Linked DNA regions of Zea mays: region 2 is linked to region 1. A link is a contact called in public Hi-C data. All regions are on one chromosome and are shown on one strand. Each heading gives the region's core, a stretch centred on a gene start, on an enhancer-like site or on the middle of the called end of the contact. The rest is flanking DNA. Distances are from core to core; before and after follow the strand shown. Region 1 holds the start of LOC103633280 (probable mixed-linked glucan synthase 8). Region 2 holds the start of LOC542664 (S-domain class receptor-like kinase 3).

Region 1 (5,854 bases), core at 1,737-4,236:
GGGGGGACGACGATGGACGAAGAGGAGGAGTCCTGTACGAGGCAGGCAGGCACGCACACAGACAACTATTCTGCTAGCTATGGATGATCGACGATTTGGTTCTCAGTTCTCTCACAGCACAGTTTATCCTCAGTTTAGTTTGGCTCTGAGTTTCGAAGCTGCTTTGCTACGGTTGCAGACAGTGGCGGTTCCCCCGTACTTTTGTATATACATAACAAACAAACTAGCTGCTGAACACCACGTCTAGCTACAGAACCGGCCACATGCATGATGGCCTCAGTACTTAATGAATACCACAATGACCCTCCGAACAGACTGACCGAGTCTAATTTCTAAGGTGCTCACTAAGTCACGCTATATATAATCGGGCCATGGTAATAGTTTATCGGAAAGCCTAAGCGTTTTATTTCTTAGCTTATCCAAACAAAATTAATGCGCGTGCCTCTACTCTACATGGTGGATTCTAAAGGTGCCGCGCGCGCGTTTCTTCAATATGCCAAGGCGCCCACACACTACAGCTACAGGTGGTGGACTACCTGCATTACGTGTGGATCCAATTGATGCTGCTGAATTGAGTGCCTATCACATCACATTTCCAAAATATAATCGTGTAGGGTCAGTGAGCCGTCTTATTAAAATTAGCTACCTGCATCTACGCTTTCATAATAAATAAAAAAAAAACTACATCGACACAGTTTCATGTGTTGTGTGCGTGTGTGTATGTCGTAGTCGTAGTACTCCCTCTCCCTATGCGGGTAAGATTTATTATTCATAACTCGATGAGGCCTCGCGTTATGAACACATGTCGTATATTGCCTTCCCTCGACCTTATTCGCACAGAAGTGAAGTGTATTATCTATTAGTGGCCTCGTCTTCCGAGCTGTTATTAACACCGTGACTTCTTCATCTCCCTCGCTTTTGTCTTCGCACTTGAGCCACCAAGTGGACTCCAATCATCTTCGTTTTCTCCCCTTTGTGTATAGTATAGACGAATATACTTCTAAAACAAAGTATTAACAAATAACCGTCAGTTTTCAAACGAAGTACCGGGGGGCTACTACGTACATACGTCCCACTACCGGAATCCGAGTCTTTGCCGAGTGTTGGATTCTTTGCCGAGTGCCTTTTGTCGGGCACTCGGCAAAGAAGGCTTTGCCGAGAGCCGCACTCGGTAAAGTCAGGCTCTCGACAAAGAGCCCCTTTACCGAGTGCTGGACACTCGGCAGAGGACAACACTCGGCAAAGAAGGCTCTCGGCAAAGGGCCGTCATTGGCCGTCCCAAAGCTGACGGCCATCAGTCTTTGCCGAGTGCCAACCGTCGGCTCTCGGCAAAGATGCTTCTTTGCCGAGTGCCGCGCAGCTGTCACTCGGCAAAGGAAGCTTTACCGAGTGTCTTATGCAGACACTCGGCAAAGTATATTTTTATTTTTTTGATTTTGTCTCCCAAACTTTTTGTGGTATGTTCCTACACTATGTAGACCTACATGTATCATTTGTGGACAATTATAACATAGTTGTCAATCGTTAGTAGATTTAGTTCGTTTTTTTTGAAATTCTTCGGAAAATTCAAATTTGAACTGCAGGTCACTCGAAACTTTGAAAATCGTGCATGAAAAAATGATATTCATGTTACTTAGCATAAGTTACGACCGATTTCAGAAGCGTACCGGAAACTTCGAGCAACATGCTCACTAAACATGACCGTGAACTTGACATGCACATGTTTAAAAATTGTATAAAACACAAATAAAGTCAGAAAATCATGAAACTTGTCCACGTGTCATGATATCATATGTAGAGGCTGTGATAAAAAATTTAGAATGTTTGGAGAAAGTTGTGAGACACTATGTGTAGAAACCTTCTAAATTCACATTGAAACTCTAGAGAGGACAACAGGGGACGTATCCCGCAACCAAAAGCACCTAATTGACCGATGGAGAATTAACCCCATCAAATCGGAACTCGTGACGAATTTTAGGGATCCAGTGAACGCTCGGTATAGTTGCCAGTATATAGACTACAGCATGCAGCTCTGCCGTATAAGTACAAAACAACGCTTGTGCACGTGCTGAATCTCGAATATCTACCTGTGCTCTACTTCTCTGTGGGCTGCGGCGCTTGTTGTCGGTGTGAACCCGCACTTACAAGAGCAAGACTGGCAGCAGGAGCAGCACACATCTAGGAGGGGACGACGGACGTGCGCTGCGTTGCCGTCGGATGTCAGTAAGCGTGGCGACGAGCGATCTGCGGCACATGGACAGGACGATCGCTATGTACAGTATGTAATAATAAATCCAAGCCACCATCGATCTCTGCATTCTCCAAAGCAAGCCTTTTGTTTTCTAGCTTCCATCCGTTAGGCAGCAGCGCATGCCAGCATCGGTCGTCGGCGTCCCTGCAATGCACCTCACATGACTGTATCAATTCGAAATAACAAAAAAAAAAAAAACATGCGCGGCCGTGGTTTAATTGATCTATGATTCGATCTTAATTGGCTGGAATCACTTGAATACAGACAATCGATCGATGGACCTATATGCATGCATTTTGTTTGGTACGACCAATAACTTCCAGAATATTAGAATTCTTTTTTTTTTCTTCTGAATTGCGTACGTGCATGATTGGATTCTGAAATACAAAGACCATGATATAAGAGGGTACGTAGTGATTGACTCAATTACAGCCATGTTATTTTTTTTTGATAACTGACGAACACACCTTGCTTGCTAGCTGTCCATCTATCACTGAAACTAGCCATTATTAGACTTTATCTACGAAATGTACAGTCCTGATAAACTAGCCACGCGTGAACGACTTGTAGCCGTTATATTCAGTCAAATCATCCGGCCTCCCGTTGAACATGCAGTCATTATTTGCGAATAATCTTCTTGGCCCGGCCTGGGGCCTGGGCTCCTGTGGCATGTGTTGCATATGCTAGCCGTTATTATTTGCGAATAATGCACACAAAATAATGAGCAGCTGGTCGAGCACACTGTAGCTCAGTGTACCCCCGTGGTGCGGATAGGTCGGGTCGTCGACGAGGCCAGCCGACAGTCTGCGGGGACCTTCTTTCGACTGCTTCTAACCGACGATCCAGTGATCGGATCGGCCCCCTGTGTGCGTGATTTTTTTATACGTAGACTCACTAGTCACTACTCAGCATATATCTGCACACTCCTCTACGCCGCTCTGCTCAGTTCTCAGTGCTGCATGCACCGAGCAAGTGAGCTATAGCTACCGACCAGCAGCCCAGCTAATTCAGTCTCTACTAGCAGAGCTAGTAGCCAGCTGCCTGCCACTGACTGATCATCGCGTCGACCAGAGCATGGCTCCTAAGGCGCCGGCGAATAATGGCGCTGTCGTCGTTGCCGGCGGCCATCACGGGGGCAGCACCGACGTCGGCGGCGTTGCCGGGGGCGCGACGACGACGACTGTGCCGACGTCTGTGGCGGCGAACGGCAACGGCAAGCAGCACGGCACGAGGAAGCAGAGGAGGCCTGCAGCGGTAGTCGTCAGCCCGATGGACAAGTACTGGACGCCCGTCGACGACAAGGAGGCGGCGGAGGCCGTCGACGACGGCGGCGAGGACGGGCGGCGCCCGCTCCTGTTCCGGACGTACAAGGTCAAGGGAATCCTCCTGCACCCCTATAGGTGCGTACTGACATCATGCGCTCACTAACATGCTCTACTACTGTCTACTCAATCATAATTGACCCACTGTTTCTACTTTTAGCCTGGCTCGCGATTACCAGTTTTGTAGTGTCAACGATCAGTTACCGCGTTACTCCACGCACGCCTATTTTGCTAAGCTTCGTTACCTATTAAAAATTATATCGTTAGCTTATCACTAAAGTAAAAACTAGGATATATACAGTAGAATTGCACTTTTTTCTTCACTGCCGATAACATATTACTTTTCGGGAGATATTTTTAAGGCCTCCTTTAGAACGCACCATCGAAACAATACAGGAATAGCATAGAAATGCACGTGAAAAAAAACAGAGAAATAAAAAACAGAGAAATTTTGTTAGAATGGGTGTTTAGTTGAGTATATAGGAAAAACATAGGAAAACCAAAGGATGAGGTTTCACTGGAACTTTTTTGTTTCTTCGTTTTTCCTACGAAAGCTCGATGTTAGACAAGAAACTTTCCTGTTGGAACTTCTTTCTTCGTGTTTCCTACCAAAGCTCAGTGTGTGTTTCGATCAGCAATAGACTTATAAACGATGCACCGAATTTCTAGTTGGGTAATAAAGAACACATGGACATGCATTTGACTATGCGGTGTAATATTAGGCCGAGAGATGCAAGCCCGCTTGTTTGTATGCGGCGTATATTCTCAACGTGGACCTAAGGCCCAGCATGCTGCAATGTGAAATTGGGCGGAGCCACGCCCTTGCCCACCGGCCCACGCCAATCGTCCCCTTCCCTCTGCCCATCCCAACCCAACGGCGATGGCCGACGGCGACGAGCGAGCGACCCTACCAGCGCCGATGGCGGGGCGGCGATGTCGTGCCTCAGTCGCTCGCCCCGCGGCCCCGTTTCCAGCTTCCGCTGCACAGCCCAGAGCTCCCCCCATCCGACCCGCCTCCGCTGCTTGCAGCAACTCGTCGCACGGGTCGCCGGGGAGCGCTGGGCTGCCGTTCCGTCTTCTTGGCGCGTCCCGCTAGATTTGTCGCGTTGCCACTTCTCTGATGTCTAGATCTGCGGCGTGATGAGTTGTGGCTGAGAGCTGAGATGCCCAGTGCGCATTGTGCAATCAGAGTCTGCTATGTGCCTAACTGAAGATTTCATCATGTGGACTCCAATGCATTATACGTATGGATTAATTCAGTTCTGCAGCTCTATTTTGCAAGTCGTTACTGACAACTTGTAACAAATTGTTGTATTTACGAGCATTTTTACCATCAAATACAATACAAAACCGCATCTTTTTTTTTGCCATTGTTGTATTTACCATCAAATATGATATTAAACTGTTGTATTTACAAGCATTGTTACTAGTCATAGTATTCCACTATGTACTCATGCCAATTTCAGTGCTAGGACTTCTAGCAACTTTTCCTGACATGTTCTAATTCTGTTTCCGGTTTATCTGCAACAGGTTGTTGACCTTGCTGAGATTGATTGCAATCATCCTATTCTTCATATGGCGTATCCGGCATCCGCATGCCGACGGAATGTGGCTCTGGTGGATATCCATTGTCGGAGATTTCTGGTTTGGTGTCACTTGGTTGCTAAACCAAGTTGCGAAGCTCAACCCTACCAAGCGTGTCCCAGACCTTTCCCTCTTGAGACAACAGTTCGATCTCCCTGATGGCAACTCTAATCTCCCTAGGCTTGATGTTTTTATCAACACCGTCGATCCCATAAACGAGCCTATGATATACACCATGAACTCTATCCTGTCCATTCTTGCCGTAGACTACCCAATCGATAGGACTGCTACCTACCTCTCGGATGATGGAGGGTCCATAATCCATTACGAGGGCTTGCTTGAGACAGCAAATTTCGCGACACTCTGGGTTCCATTTTGCCGAAAACATAGCATTGAGCCGAGAGCCCCTGAGAGCTATTTTGCTGTGAAGTCGCGCCCATACACTGGAAATGTACCAGATGAGTTTGCTGATGATCATAGACGCATGTCTAAGGAGTATGATGAGTTCAAGGTGCGTTTGGATGCACTTTTTACTAAAATCCCTGAACGCTCAGATGCACACAATGCAGAGGCCAAGGAAGGTGTAAAGGCAACCTGGATGGCAGACGGAACACAGTGGCCAGGAACATGGTTTGACCCTGCTGAAAACCACAAGAAAGGGCAACATGCTGGAATTGTTAAGGTATGCGATTTTGCT
Region 2 (5,854 bases), core at 2,422-4,921, 260 kb before region 1:
TTAATGCAAAACATTATAATTTATACACATTGTCAGATGTAAGAAGTTATTATGTGTACATCAAAATGAACACAATTGTACAATGAATGATCTCTTGACAAGTTAATTATTTATTTTTATCATTAACTATTACAAAAAAAAATCATCACATGCAAGTTTAACGGGTCCCCACAGGAACGGGGATGGGGAATGCTTCCTCCATTCTCGTTTACCCGTCGGGGGATGATTGGGTTAGGCGCGACGCGATGATTGGGTTAGGCCTGCACAACCAAGTGGACAACAGGGGCGAGCTAAACCATGTTGGGCCACAAGCCGTCCAGTAGGTCTGGTCCATTTGGACATGTATACCCGTACACCAGTGATGAGCACTCGCAGACAGGCGGTGGTGCAAGCAAGACGATGACCCGTATAGGTGAGACTACTAGGTGTCAGCGTAACAGAGTTGTTAGATCATCTATTGAGGTATATGGGTTTTTTATTTGGTAAGTTTGGGATTAGTTAGGTTTAGGATTGAGTATATTCATATTTTTCTATTTGACTCTTATCTAATAATAAATTTTACACTTGGGTAATTAACCAGATAGGCAGCGGTGCAAGCAAAATGATGACCCATATAGGTGAGACTACTATGTGTCAGCGTAACAGAATAATCATTTGCATACAAATAATCATCTGCATAAAAAAGAATACTTTATTTTTGCTTTCCCATAGTGTTATACAACTTGGGTTTCAAATCTATCCACTAACATATAATTAAGTTAAGTAAAGCATACAACCGAGATAACACAATATATATGTGGAATCTTAAATGTGATAGCCGTTGACACACCAGTATTTTAACCAAGACAACAAGAAGTGCACAAGATTTTGCCAAATACTCATTGGAGCCCTACACAAGGGAATGCACACGCGAGGGTTAACTCTCGATAAGATAACTTTGTGGATAACCTCGGTCCTTCTCTATGCGTAAGTGATGCTCCAGTTGTTGCCTCTCCTAGATTCTTCGTACTGTATCCACTATCGAGTTTTTGACTGAAACGCCTAGGGCCTTGTTCCCTCTAGTACATGATGGTGGCCATAACATAATCATAATTGGTATATGATCTCATAGGATTACAAGCTCCTCCTGGTACAACTAATACAATGGTGCACGCAAGCACCAAGGGTAGAGGTGTCCATTCCTCACTTCTAATCATTAGGACAAACATAGAGCAAGCGCTACTGAAGTGGTCTAATTAACCTAAATACTTCACAAAATACCTATGCTAATCATGGAGTGATGTTTGAGCATTTGAGTGTCTAGAGCTACTAGAGATGAGCATTAACTCTTTTGTCGTGTTCCTTAGCTCCCACACATCTCCAATAGTCGATTGGGTGGATATATATATATCTCTAGTCTAAAAATAGATGTTGGAAATGGCACATAAATTCTGCATACTTACTGGACATGTCCGTTATAGTCATCGAACACGTTCGATGTGTACACAATAGTTAGTCGTTGGAACTAGCCATTGCCGACCATTTGAAGCTCGAACATCTGATGCTTTGAGCGTTGTAGCCCCTCTCGGATGCATTGTAGCCCCCTTGAGTTAATGTGCAACCTCTTTGAGCGCCCTGTCCAGTGGGGTATCCGGTGTCACAACAACACGTTTGGTGCCTTATGGATCTTGCGTGTCCGGTGTATTCTATTTTAGTAGCCATCTTTTAATTTATGGGGTGTTTGGCGTAACTCCGAAGCAAAACTCCAAGGAGGAGCTAGCCAGAGCCAACCAACTACTCTAAATCTAGAGCCTCAAACTCCTTGGAGTTTTGAGAGTCGCATCATAAATTTTTGGAGTACCTCGGCGTCAGGACTAGTGGCGCCAACCTCAGTGCTGAGATCCATGGCGCCGAGGTCCCTGCCCGGCCACATGCACGCATGACCTGCTGCCCTGACGAACCGAACACAAGTACGTACGAGGCACGTGCACTAGAGCAGGCTGCAAACAGTGACAGGCACACACTGACTCATCCAGGCATCCATTCATCCTCATGCATGCGTCGATGATTGCGCCGCATCGTGGTCGTATGTTGCCGACATTACTTGTTACATATAGAAGAATTCACCATGCCATAGTAGCGAAGAACCAACTCGTATAGAGCTTTGGTCCTTGTGTGGACTAAGAGAGTGGCACCCTTTTGTTGGTGCTCCAGCGAGGATGGGCAATACTGACTTTTCGAGAACTCAACAAAATCTAGAGGTACTCGAGAGAAACCTTTTCAAAAGGACGATACACGTATAGGTGGCTTCCGCTCTTAGTCTGTCTCGTGTTTCATCTCCTATCTTATTCTTTATTTTAAACTTTACTCTATAAACAGTTTAAAACAATATCATCTACAGTGCCGTGTCTCCTATTTTACACGATCCACCGAAGACAGCCTTAAAAACGAAGGTACCTAATCAATTCAGGCTCCTTCCACTGTGGAATGCGCATAGACTCGGTCAACTCTTTCGAGTCCTCGTCCTCAGCCTATAGTCTTCACAGGTAGACATGAATGCCTGATTGCAAAGGGTCAGGGCTCAGGGCAGACCTGTCCAGCTGTCCTCATCCCCTTTGGATTTCAGGGAGTAAAGTACATACATCTACCTCCAGTTAATGCTAACCAATGCCGGGTCTCCCCAAAATTAATGGTTCTTGAATTGAATGCACGGAGAGACCCCTCACACCTCCCAGTGAACATGCTTTTGACAGACGAATTTTAAGGAGGATTGAGACCAGAATATCATCTCTGTACATATATACATATCCCTACCACCAAAATAGGAGTATCTACTCGGTCGGTTCAAGGACAAAAGAGATCAGACCACGGACGTAACACACTCGTCAGCGTCTCACTCTCACAAAATACTAGTAGCATCTCTTTAATCGATGACAATTCACGACACCGCTATCATGTGACAAACGACAGCACTCGCATTGCAGAGAGACAGGCCTGGTACTGGTACGCACCGTGTTCTTTGGTCTAGTCCGACCGTGCCATTCTAGAAGACCTCACCAGAGAAAACAGGAGGTGACCAGATCAAAGTTCGAATAATCGGTAGTGGAAACCTGAACGTTAGCAAAGTATTAGCAATGAATGACGAAGTCCTGACTGATTAGCCACGAACGACCGTCTCGTTAAACTACTCCAAGCCAGCCCCTGCGCGCTGGCTCTTTAGCCGCCGCCGCCGCCGCCGCCACAAATCAGCAACACTTCCGTTGGCTTCCCACCATTCGCTCTCGTCTTTCCTAAAAAAAATAATTTCAGCCAACGGTCAGCATCACGTAACAGATATTAGCGTTTCTGCTCACAGGTATGAATCAAGAAAAATAATGTGTGCCGTGTTCAGCTGCACAACAAACCAGCTGAACACAAGGCTGCAAAAATCAATTAAAATGACCGGCGAATTTTCAGCGGACAGAGAAATCGAAGAGCACATTCCTTACCTACAATTCATCTAAGAAGAAGCCACAGAATTCTTGTGTAATCATTTTCAGCGCAAGACTGGAATTATGTTATTTGGTTATTTGGTTGTGTACCTGTCAAATAGCATAGCACCAGGTCAAATACGGCACATTTTGTCATTAGGCCACGAAGTGGAGCCTTGCTGTCCATAAAGACTTCTGTACCCAACTACCACCGCAACCAATTACTCCAGAAGTCCAAATCCCTCTCTCCTCCCTCCCAGCACCAGCCCTGGCTGCTCCACCGAGCTCCCATCCATGGCTCCTGTCTTCTTCCTTCTACCTCTCCTACTCGGCCAGATCCTTCTCTGCGCAGCCGGCGACACCATCAACTCGTCCACACCCTTGTCCGGCGCGCAGAAGATTGTGTCCAAGGGCAACAAGTTCACCTTGGGCTTCTACACCCCACCCCAAGGTACCAACACCTCCTCCAACCAGGGTAACTACTACATCGCCATATGGTACAGCAACATACCACTGCAGACGACGGTGTGGATGGCCAACCCCGATCTGCCGGTGGCTGACCCGACCACCGCCGCCTTGACCATCGGCAGCGACGGCAACCTCGTCCTCCTTGATCAATCCAAGAATCGGCAGGTGCTGTGGTCGACGAACATAAGTACTAGCTCCAATTCCACCATCGCTGTCCTCCAGGACGGCGGTAGCCTCGACCTCAGAGATGCCACCAATTCATCCATGGTTTATTGGCGAAGCATCGATCATCCCACCAATACCTGGCTTCCTGGGGGCAAGCTTGGGCTGAACAAGACCACTGGTGTGAGCCAGCGGCTTGTTCCATGGACTAACACCGCCAACCCCTCTCCTGGGCTGTTCTCACTGGAGTTGGATCCAAGAGGCACGACGCAATACTTAATTCAGTGGAATGATTCCATAACATACTGGAGCAGTGGTCCTTGGAATAATAACATCTTTAGCCTTGTGCCAGAGATGACCTCTGGTTACAACTATGACTTCCAGTTCATCAACAATGCCACCGAGAGCTACTTCATCTACTCAATGAAGGACAACAGCATCATCTCGAGGTTCATCATCGATGTGGATGGGCAGATCAAGCAGCTGACATGGGTGCCTGCCTCCCAGTCATGGATCTTGTTCTGGTCCCAGCCAAGGACACAGTGTGAGGTGTACGCACTGTGTGGGGCCTATGGTAGCTGCAACCTCAATGCACTGCCATTCTGCAACTGCATCAGGGGGTTCAGCCAGAAGGTTCAGAGTGATTGGGACCTCCAGGATTACAGTAGCGGGTGCAAAAGGAGAGTACCATTGCAGTGCCAGACCAATTCGAGCTCTTCACAGGCTCAGCCTGATAAGTTCTATACCATGGCAAATGTGAGGCTACCTGATAATGCTCAGACTGCTGTGGCTGCGAGCTCTCAAGACTGTCAAGTGGCTTGTCTGAACAATTGCTCCTGTAATGCATATACTTATAATAGTAGTGGCTGCTTTGTTTGGCATGGGGATCTGATTAACCTTCAGGATCAATACAGCGGGAATGGAGGAGGCACACTCTTCCTCAGGCTTGCGGCTTCTGAACTGCCAGGCTCCAAAAGGAGCAAGGCAGTGATCATTGGTGCAGTTGTTGGCGGAGTTGCTGCAGTTTTAATTGTCCTTTCTATTGTGGCATACTTCCTATTTCAGAAATACCGCCGAGAGAGGACTCTCAGGATACCCAAGACTGCTGGGGGCACACTGATCGCCTTTAGATACAGTGATCTGCAGCATGTCACTAATAACTTCTCGGAGAGGCTGGGTGGAGGTGCCTTTGGCTCGGTGTTCAAAGGGAAGCTCCCAGATTCAACAGCCATTGCTGTGAAGAGGCTCGATGGAGTTCACCAAGGGGAGAAGCAATTTCGTGCTGAGGTGAGCACCATTGGCACCGTACAGCATGTTAATTTGGTCCGCCTCCTTGGATTTTGCTCAGAAGGATCACGGAGGCTGCTTGTGTATGAGTTCATGCCAAAGGGCTCCCTGGACCTGCAGCTATTCCTTGGTGAGACAACAGCACTCAGCTGGGCTACCAGGTACCAAATAGCACTTGGAACAGCAAGGGGCTTAAATTACCTGCATGAAAAATGTAGGGATTGCATTATACACTGTGATGTCAAGCCAGAAAACATACTCTTGGATGAGTCATTTGTGCCTAAGGTGGCTGATTTTGGTCTAGCAAAGCTCTTAGGCAGAGACTTCAGCCGTGTATTGACAACAATGAGAGGAACAAGGGGTTACCTTGCGCCTGAATGGATCAGTGGTGTGGCAATTACAGCAAAGGCAGATGTCTTTAGCTATGGCATGATGCTCTTCGAACTCATATCAGGCAGGAGAAATTCTGACCACGGAGAACAGCATGG

The links. A called contact is a pair of places that touch in the nucleus more often than the background predicts.
Region 2: a contact with region 1 is called in a Hi-C map of ear, with 2.5 times the contacts expected there. The contact joins the promoter of LOC542664 here to the promoter of LOC103633280 in region 1. A contact is called at or near these places in 4 of 25 Hi-C or Micro-C datasets (ear, leaf and tassel).

Annotation. Positions count from the first base shown.
Region 1 is chr7:165,184,609-165,190,462 of Zm-B73-REFERENCE-NAM-5.0, reverse strand. LOC103633280 (probable mixed-linked glucan synthase 8) reads left to right here and starts at 2,986. Exons shown (of 3, transcript XM_008654981.4): 1 at 2,986-3,651; 2 at 5,104-5,839. The coding sequence starts at 3,326.
Region 2 is chr7:165,446,754-165,452,607 of Zm-B73-REFERENCE-NAM-5.0, reverse strand. LOC542664 (S-domain class receptor-like kinase 3) reads left to right here and starts at 3,671. Exons shown (of 1, transcript NM_001112185.2): 1 at 3,671-5,854. The coding sequence starts at 3,744.